2 separate regions of the Mus musculus genome follow, and region 1 is linked to region 2. The links are chromatin contacts, called in public Hi-C maps. All regions are on one chromosome and are shown on one strand. Each heading gives the region's core, a stretch centred on a gene start, on an enhancer-like site or on the middle of the called end of the contact. The rest is flanking DNA. Distances are from core to core; before and after follow the strand shown.

Region 1 (3,789 bases), core at 1,102-3,601, 590 kb after region 2:
AATTAAAGGTCCTGAAGACACCGGACTGGATACCCTGATTCATTGTCATTTAATTTACATAGGCTGAAAGATGTGTGAGGACCCTAGAGCAAACTCAGCTAGCTGTGAAGAATTCATCCCACCTGAAATCTTCATGAAAATATGAATAATTCTTTACTCCTCTATGGGACTGCCAATATACCAAATGATCTCAGCGTTCTCTCAGCTTCCTGGTATGCTGTGAATATCGGTGCAGCCATCTCTACTTACTGCCTTCATGATGTGTTCCCAAGTTTCCTCTGATTCTGTGCAGGTGCCCCTCTCTTTAGTTGGTAGAACACTTGTCTAGCATGCACAGGCCATATCAAGGCAAGTGCCTCAGCAAGTCCATGGGATATCTGTGGGTTTTAGGAAGGCTGTAGATAGCATCGGGATGGTATTCATGAGAAGAGTAGGAAATGATAGCCAGAGGAAGAGTTCAGCTTCAAGAAGGCTCAAGGTATCCTGGTTTATTTTATTGGCTGCTTAGAAATCTCGGTTATCCCTTCAGAAAAGGATCCAGGCTGTTTTGAGAGGTCAGACTTTCAATACTTCCCATCTCTAGACTTGAACATGAATAATCATGAGTGTGCTTCTTTCCAGAAGATACATGAACTTGAACCAACTCAGTGTAGACCAGAATATCCCTTACAACTCTGTCCACCAAGGTCTCAACTCCAAGTGGCTATCTAGCCATACATTGGTCAAGCAGGGTGGCATCAAGTCTTTGAAATCTATTATATGTGTAAGAATGATTTTTTTTTTTCGGGGAGGGGTTGGAGATGTAACTCAAAGAGTACTTGCCTATCATATATAATGCCCTGGGTTAGGTCCTCACAACTACAAAAACTGGGCATAGTGGTGTAAGCTTGAAATCCTAGCTCATTGGCTATGGAGAAAGGAAGGTGAGAAGTTTAGGGTCATCATTGAGTTGACAGACAGCCTGGGTTATATGAGATCTTTGCTCAGGACAAAAATACGAGAAGAAAGAAAGAACAAAGAGAGGGAGGAAAGAAAGAAGGAAAGGAGAGGAGAGAAGAGGAAAGGAGAGGAGAGGAACCTCTTATGCAGTCTTCCTGCGATGCCCTGGCTGGTCTGGAACTACTTACCATGTAAACCAGATTGGCCTTAGATTTGCAATAGTCCTCCTGCTTCAGTCCTTTGAATGCTGAGATCACAGGTGTGCGTCAATGAACATAGCTCTTATATCTGGTTAGCTTAGAGTCTTGACCTTTGACTTTTCAATGTGCCAAGCCAAACATGCATGCATACATGCACGCATGTACACAGATACACAGATACACACACTGCACTCATGTTCCATCCTACAGTCTGAGAGCATTCCATGTGAAGGAAGCCATGTGCTGGAGGGATGGCTGCTCTATTTTATTTTCTTCTCTAGATCACATGAGAAAATGCATTGAAATAATTTTTAAATTATAAAAATACTGTAGGTGTATCAAGTATGTCTATAAATGCACACATATTTCTACACAAGAATAAGTGCTGATCCCCTAGAATTCCTAATATCGTGTGCCTCCTATTAAAGACCTGGCATTTCTTAAGGGTTCTGATGGATAGGAATACAATGTATTATAAGTCATTAGTATATTCTGGTAATGTTTCATAGAAACAGACAGTCACACACATACATGCACACAGGCTACTGGTCCCTTTGGGGGATGTTTGCTCAAGAGTCTGAGCTTGGCTGGGCCCATGCTGTGTCTCAGGGCTGCCTTACACAGGTGCGAGTGTAGGCGGCAACTGATTTTCTAAGGGAGAAAATGATAAAGCAAGCAGGAAAAAAAATCAGAAAAACAACTTTGTTTGATCTTGGTTCCAAAATAATAGCTTGAGCAGAAGAGGGTGAAAGTGAGGTTCTTGGGTGGCTGAAGCGATGCTGGGAGAGGAGGAAGAGGGCCAGAGACACTAGAGAAGAATCTGAAGCAGAGGGAGGGCCTGGCAATGCCCACCTCTCATCATGACTTGGCCCGTGTTTGGCTCACAGAGTCTCATCACATGAACTAGCACGCATTAGCATGAGTGCAGAGCTGCCCTGAAAGATGGTAGGAATGTGCTTCTGCTCAATGGAGGCCCCAGGCCTCTGCTGCAGTCTTTTCTTTCACCTTTGTACTTTTGTGGCTCCAAACTGCAAGGAGTGGAGCTCAGCCACCGGTTTTTCCATTGGTGGCTCAGCTTCTGTGAGCTACGCAGCTAAAATCCACTTCTGTCTTGTTGTCAAACAGTAATCAGCTCCTGTGCTCGGCTGATGGGAGAGGCAGGAGAGGGCTGAAATGGGCTGTCCTCCTGGGAAAACGGGGTGGGGTGGGGGGTGGGATAAAATCCTTCCCAGGGCAGAATGTGAGAACACAGCCCAGGGCTTTCCATGACCTCTGAAAGCCTCTTCTGCCTGCAAACATTGAGCCCCAATCTCTAATCAATTAGCTAACTAGCTCCCCCTTTTGACATTTTCTTACAGATAAAAAGTGCACAGTGCCTTGGTGAAGCAGGGGGTGCTAAGCTAGGACATAAATCCCTGTCGTTGTTAGGAATCAAAATACAGGGATACAGTATAACCCATCTCCATGCAGTGTGCAGCAATCATCCTTTTAATGACACGTGATGTTTCAGAGCCATTTTTTTTTTAATTTACTTAGGGATATTTTGAAAGAGCCTGACAAGAAAAGGTGACAGACATCTAAAACACTAGTGAAAAGTCACTTCTGAAAGAATTAAAGTCAGCATGCATTTAATCACGGATACAAATAAGATCCCACCACACCCACCCAAGTCATTTATTTTACATACTGCTGACGTCCTTATATTATTTATTCTGAGTTTGAAATTTCATTTAATCTACTTTTTTTTTTTTTTTTTACTTTTATCTTCAGCCAGAAACAAAGAGCTAAGCCAGAATGACAAGAGATTTTTTTTTTCCCCATCACAAGCAGTCATGTTTGGTGTGCTTCTTCAGGCTAAGTTCAGAGCAAGCAGAGGTCACTGTGTGGTGTTCACATTTTAGAGGCCGAAAGGGGAGAAGAAGTAATCATGCCGAGGTGCTGTGACGAGGTCTCACACTCTCTGTAAGTCAGTTTCTAGTTGCATATTTGAATCATGAAGGGAATATTTTTAAATAAATCTTGGTGTTTGGCCTCAATCTTCAGGACTTTGTTATCTGAGGTCTAGCCTCATGTCAAAGTTCCAGAGCAGACACAAATACACGTCAAATACAAGTCCATCATTGGGGAACCATTTGCCAGCTCACTGCCTAATACTGCCCTCAGACCATCTTCTGGCTCTCATCATTTGCTCTGATCCTTGTTTTGCACCCACCTGGATCATCCTTGGCCTCCATGGCCTCATCTTTACATGTTGCTAGCACTGTGCTTGCTGTGGCTAGCAAGCCAGTGCAAGCATGTGATAGCATCTTCACCTTGATCCTTCACGGACATGGGAGTAAAGCCTCAGTTCTGTTGGGAAGGGCTACACTTTGTGCCAGAAACAACAAACATTGATTTCATCATATTTCTAGAAGCTGGAAGTCCATGGTCCACTGTGGGCAGGGCTGCTTTTGGAGCTAGTCTCCTTGGCTTCTAGCAGCTGCTCACCCAGTGTCTTTACATGGTCTTCCCTCTGGGAGACCACGTCCTCAGGTCATCCAATAATAAATGCAAGCACAGAGGATTCAAATGTATGCTAGGTAACTCATTTAAATTCTGAATTTATGTATGATGGCATGTTTCTATGTGTATGCACTAATGCATGCACACA
Region 2 (3,875 bases), core at 5-2,504:
TATCAGGAATAACAAAAGGGAGAGCCTGTCTGTGGCGGGGACCCAGTAGGTTTTACTTTCTCTTGTGCTTTTAGACCTACATCTGATGCTTTGCAAAAATGTCCAAGCTCAGAGACTATCAATAGCTATGGCACACTGACTGCTCACCATGTGACAGGCCCTGGCTGTGAATGACAGTCTCTAGGAGTACTGGTCTCTGTATCTCACTACTTTACCGACACGATCATCAGCTTCAGGACATTAACCAACTTGGCACACTTCAGGAAAAGGAAGAGCTGGAGTCTGCTGGAAGGGGTGTGATTCTAGAGTGTTTGTTAACTACGTGTGGAAAGAGACAGCACATCATGTAATTTGTCAAAATATGGCTCATTGGACCTTGTTGAAGAAGTAAAAGAAAAGACAGGTTGAGCTAAAGGTGAGGCGAAACGAGGGTCCCCAGCGTGTCCACAGCCTGAGAGGGAACATGGCACACTTTGATTTGAAGGTGGTCCTCAGCCTCCAGAGCCACCGGGGAGTTCATATCTGTTGTGCATCCCATTCATGGGCCTTGGTTATATTAGCTCAGAAAACAAATACAGTGGATACACAGATGCCACTGTCCCCTGGCCTTCGGCCTTAGCCAAGAACCTTGTGATATGGCCTGGGCTACTTTCCAGCTCCCTACCCACCTGTTTGCACAAAAGGAGACTTTGGGATGCCTCTATCTCACCCCAGCTGGACCACCCACCCTAGATCATGCTGGGGACTGGGGCAGCAGGCACTTTTGTGTGTGTGTGTGTGGTTTGTTTTTGCTTTTGCTGGGAAATGATAAAGGCTTTGGGAAGAAATGATATTCTAGGAAGAAGGAGGTTGCTGTTGACAGAGTGAGGGACACGTGGCACTTCTCCAGAGAAAGAGCTCAGGCCAAAGAGGGAGGAGGCCATGGCACATGGTGCCCTTGCACCTGTCTGTGTGGTGCCGGAACTTGAGGGCACAGGAGGAGAAACTACAGTGTGCTGTTGCCTTTGTGCCTGGCTGTTTCCACACAGGCTTGGAAAAACAAATAGAGCAGAATATCTGGCCTTTGAGATGGTGACGCTGTAGCCTGTCTCTACCATGGGAAGCCAGCATTGGCATGGGGTGGGGGGATAGGGGTGGCTTCCTTACAGAATGAGAGCCCTGAAGTGGCTTTCCTGTCTGTGCCCCTAGCATGCTCACTCCTATTTCCTGCCCCCCTCTGAGTCTCTTCGCTCAGAAGAGGTGGCAGGACAGTCACCCTTCCTGGCTGTGGATAGAGGGCCACTTGTAGCCTGCACACTGGGGACATTGTTTAAGATGGTGTCACCTCTGTAAAAATATTGGTTCTGTAGTAGTGCCAAGATTTCTGAGTTATCTCCCAGCCAGCACTCCTTGTACAAATGCAGCCTTCCTTCAGACAGGTTTAATCAGTGCGAAAATGTTCCTGGGGCTGCTGGACACCTCCTCTCTGTGCTTGCCTGTCACCATCAGCCACCAAGTAGCAGCCACATGAAGCTGTTCACGTGGGGGCAAAAGAGTTCTTCGTCTAAAAAGCTGAGAGAAGCTCACCCTTGCTGCCTCCCACTAGTTAACAGTTAACTAACCTTTAGGGAATATTGTCTGTCAATGAAATTTGTAAAAGTTTCCTGGCTACTCAAGGGGACTCTGTCTTCAGCAGAGCCTAAGGCTCTGAGAGTCCCATGAGCAAGGTCAAGGTTATGAGCCGCAGGCTTGGAGGGGCAAGCAAGAGTGTTGTAATTCAGAGGCTCTCAGCAAACCCTCCAACCAGTTTTCATAGAATAATTTGATACAGCTATCCAACTGTTAGAAGACACAGATGGGGGGGGGGGGGGAGAAATTGTTTCTGCCTGTATCCATTTGAGATTAGAGAACGTTGTTTTTCAAGTTCTGCAATTGAATAAGAAGATCAAAACTAATTTAGAGTGCATTAAAAAAAATCTGAGCATGGACAGAAGTGAGTGAGAAAACACGCCAAAGTCTGGAATGTAACAGATTTATTTATTAATGTATAATAATGACTGTTAATTATTGTATAATAATAATTGTTATTATAAAGCAGAAAAATATTTACTCAATGTGGCCAAATTAAGAAGAAGGACAAAGAGATCCAGAGGCTGCTGCTTCCTCAAGTCCATCTTCCAGGTCCTCACATGAGGATACAGCTCATATAGAAGGTAAGAGACATTGCAGCTAAGCAGCAGTCCCATTGAGGTGTGGTCCCACCACCATTGACCCAACGTTGTCCGGGCTTTGGTTGCTTCCTGTAAAGGGTCTGATAAGTTGTAAATGTCTTTGGGCAGAAATACGAGTAACTGATTTGTCACGGTGTATGAAGGATGGCAATTCAATAAAGCTGTTAATTCTGTCTTTCCCCATTCGGGTCTCCAACTCCTATGTAGCAGAGGCTGAGGGTTACCTTACACTTTGGCTCCCTGTCTCTACCTGAGAACTGGGACTATAGACTTGGTTGCTGTGGTGCTGAAGCTCAAGCCCAAGGCACCATGTATATTGGCAAGAATTCTACAAACTGAGCTACAGCCGAGCCTCCTCTTTATTACTGAAAGCCTTGTAAATGGCAGTTTCAGATCATGCATTTTCTCAGAGAAGTTAACAGACACACAGTTGGAGTCAGAGTCTGGGGAGTTCGTGTCTGGGTTTGTGGCTTCTCTACTGGCTTACTGTGTGAGGTTGGTCAAAGCCATGAACCTCTCTGGGGGCTCTCTGAATACTGTTATTGGCTGATTTGTAGGTGATGGATAAAATGAACAAGCTAGCCCTTGAGAAAAGAAAGGTCTCACAGACTTGGCCTGAAAGCAGTAGAAGAATAGGATTCACTTTCTGCTGATTCCCTTGCCACTCATTCTGGACCCTTCTCAGGACTGACGTTTGCAATCTGTGATGGGAAGCCACGCTGGAATTGGCTTGTTACTCAAAAATATTGCAAGCAAATATTAGCTCAAGATAAAGCAACACGAACAACACACAGGCCAGTTTACCCAGAAAAACAAAATCTCACTGTGTTTTCAAATGATAGTATGTGATTGCTTCCAGACTCATGCTTACACCCAGTTTTGTGGCAGCAAGATCATGCCTTGGGAAATTAAGGCCGGGTGAGGGGCTAGGGCTGGGGGTGGGGGAGTGAAGGGGGTGGTGGTGTCCCAGGCTAGCTTTGCCATTATGTAGGGTCTGTGTTCTAAAAAAAAAAAATCTTTGTTCCTGATAAGGTACTTGTTAGAAAAACGGGGACTAAATTTATTGTTGGCATTTGGGGAGCCAATTTCCATGCTGTAGCGCTGGAACTCGGAGCTGGGGAAGTGTACTTGAAGCCAAAACTGGCTTTGTGGCTCTGCTTGCGTCCGCTCAGCACCACCTGCCTCCAATCAAACTGTCCAATTACACGAGACATTTTTTTTTTCACTTTCTGGGAAGGGAAGAAATTCATCCAGGGAATGAACCGATTTCTAAATGTTTTCTCTCCCCACCCCTTAAAAAGAAGAGAGTGGGGGGAAAGATAAGAAACCGCAACAAATCCAAACAAACAAGAGTGTTGGCCCGCCGAGGCAGCACCTCCTACAGCAGCACTTTCAAGGGTCAAACCCAGAAGGCTGCTGTCCACAGGCTTCCATGGTTTTGACCACTGCCATCAGATCTATAATTACCTCTTCCAATAAAGTTATTAGCCATTCAGAAAGAAAGCGTCTCTTTCTTAACTCGCAAGGCAGTAATTAAAGGCTGCGGATTTCACCTGTGAAATCTTGCAGAAAGTATTGAGCTTGAAGTCAAAGAAATTTAGCAATCCACCGTGACATAATTACACTTTTTCCCCCTCTCCAAATAAAATCTTGTGGTTGAAACAA

The links. A called contact is a pair of places that touch in the nucleus more often than the background predicts.
Region 1: a Hi-C map of liver shows a contact between it and region 2, with 4 times the contacts expected there. The contact joins two enhancer-like sites. A contact is called at or near these places in 5 of 484 Hi-C or Micro-C datasets (all in liver) and 1 of 115 datasets of contacts at active chromatin or transcription factors (liver).

Annotation. Positions count from the first base shown.
Region 1 is chr12:25,824,645-25,828,433 of GRCm38.p6, forward strand. No RefSeq gene overlaps it. Among named protein-coding and RNA genes, the nearest start is that of Gm29835, 150 kb to the right of the region's middle. Within about 2 kb of position 2,352, at least 3 of the 459 cell types and tissues checked have an H3K27ac peak or open chromatin away from gene starts, as enhancers often do. A contact at or near this core is called in liver, where this site is marked.
Region 2 is chr12:25,231,912-25,235,786 of GRCm38.p6, forward strand. No RefSeq gene overlaps it. Among named protein-coding and RNA genes, the nearest start is that of Gm36441, 24 kb to the left of the region's middle. Within about 2 kb of position 1,255, at least 43 of the 459 cell types and tissues checked have an H3K27ac peak or open chromatin away from gene starts, as enhancers often do. A contact at or near this core is called in liver, where this site is marked.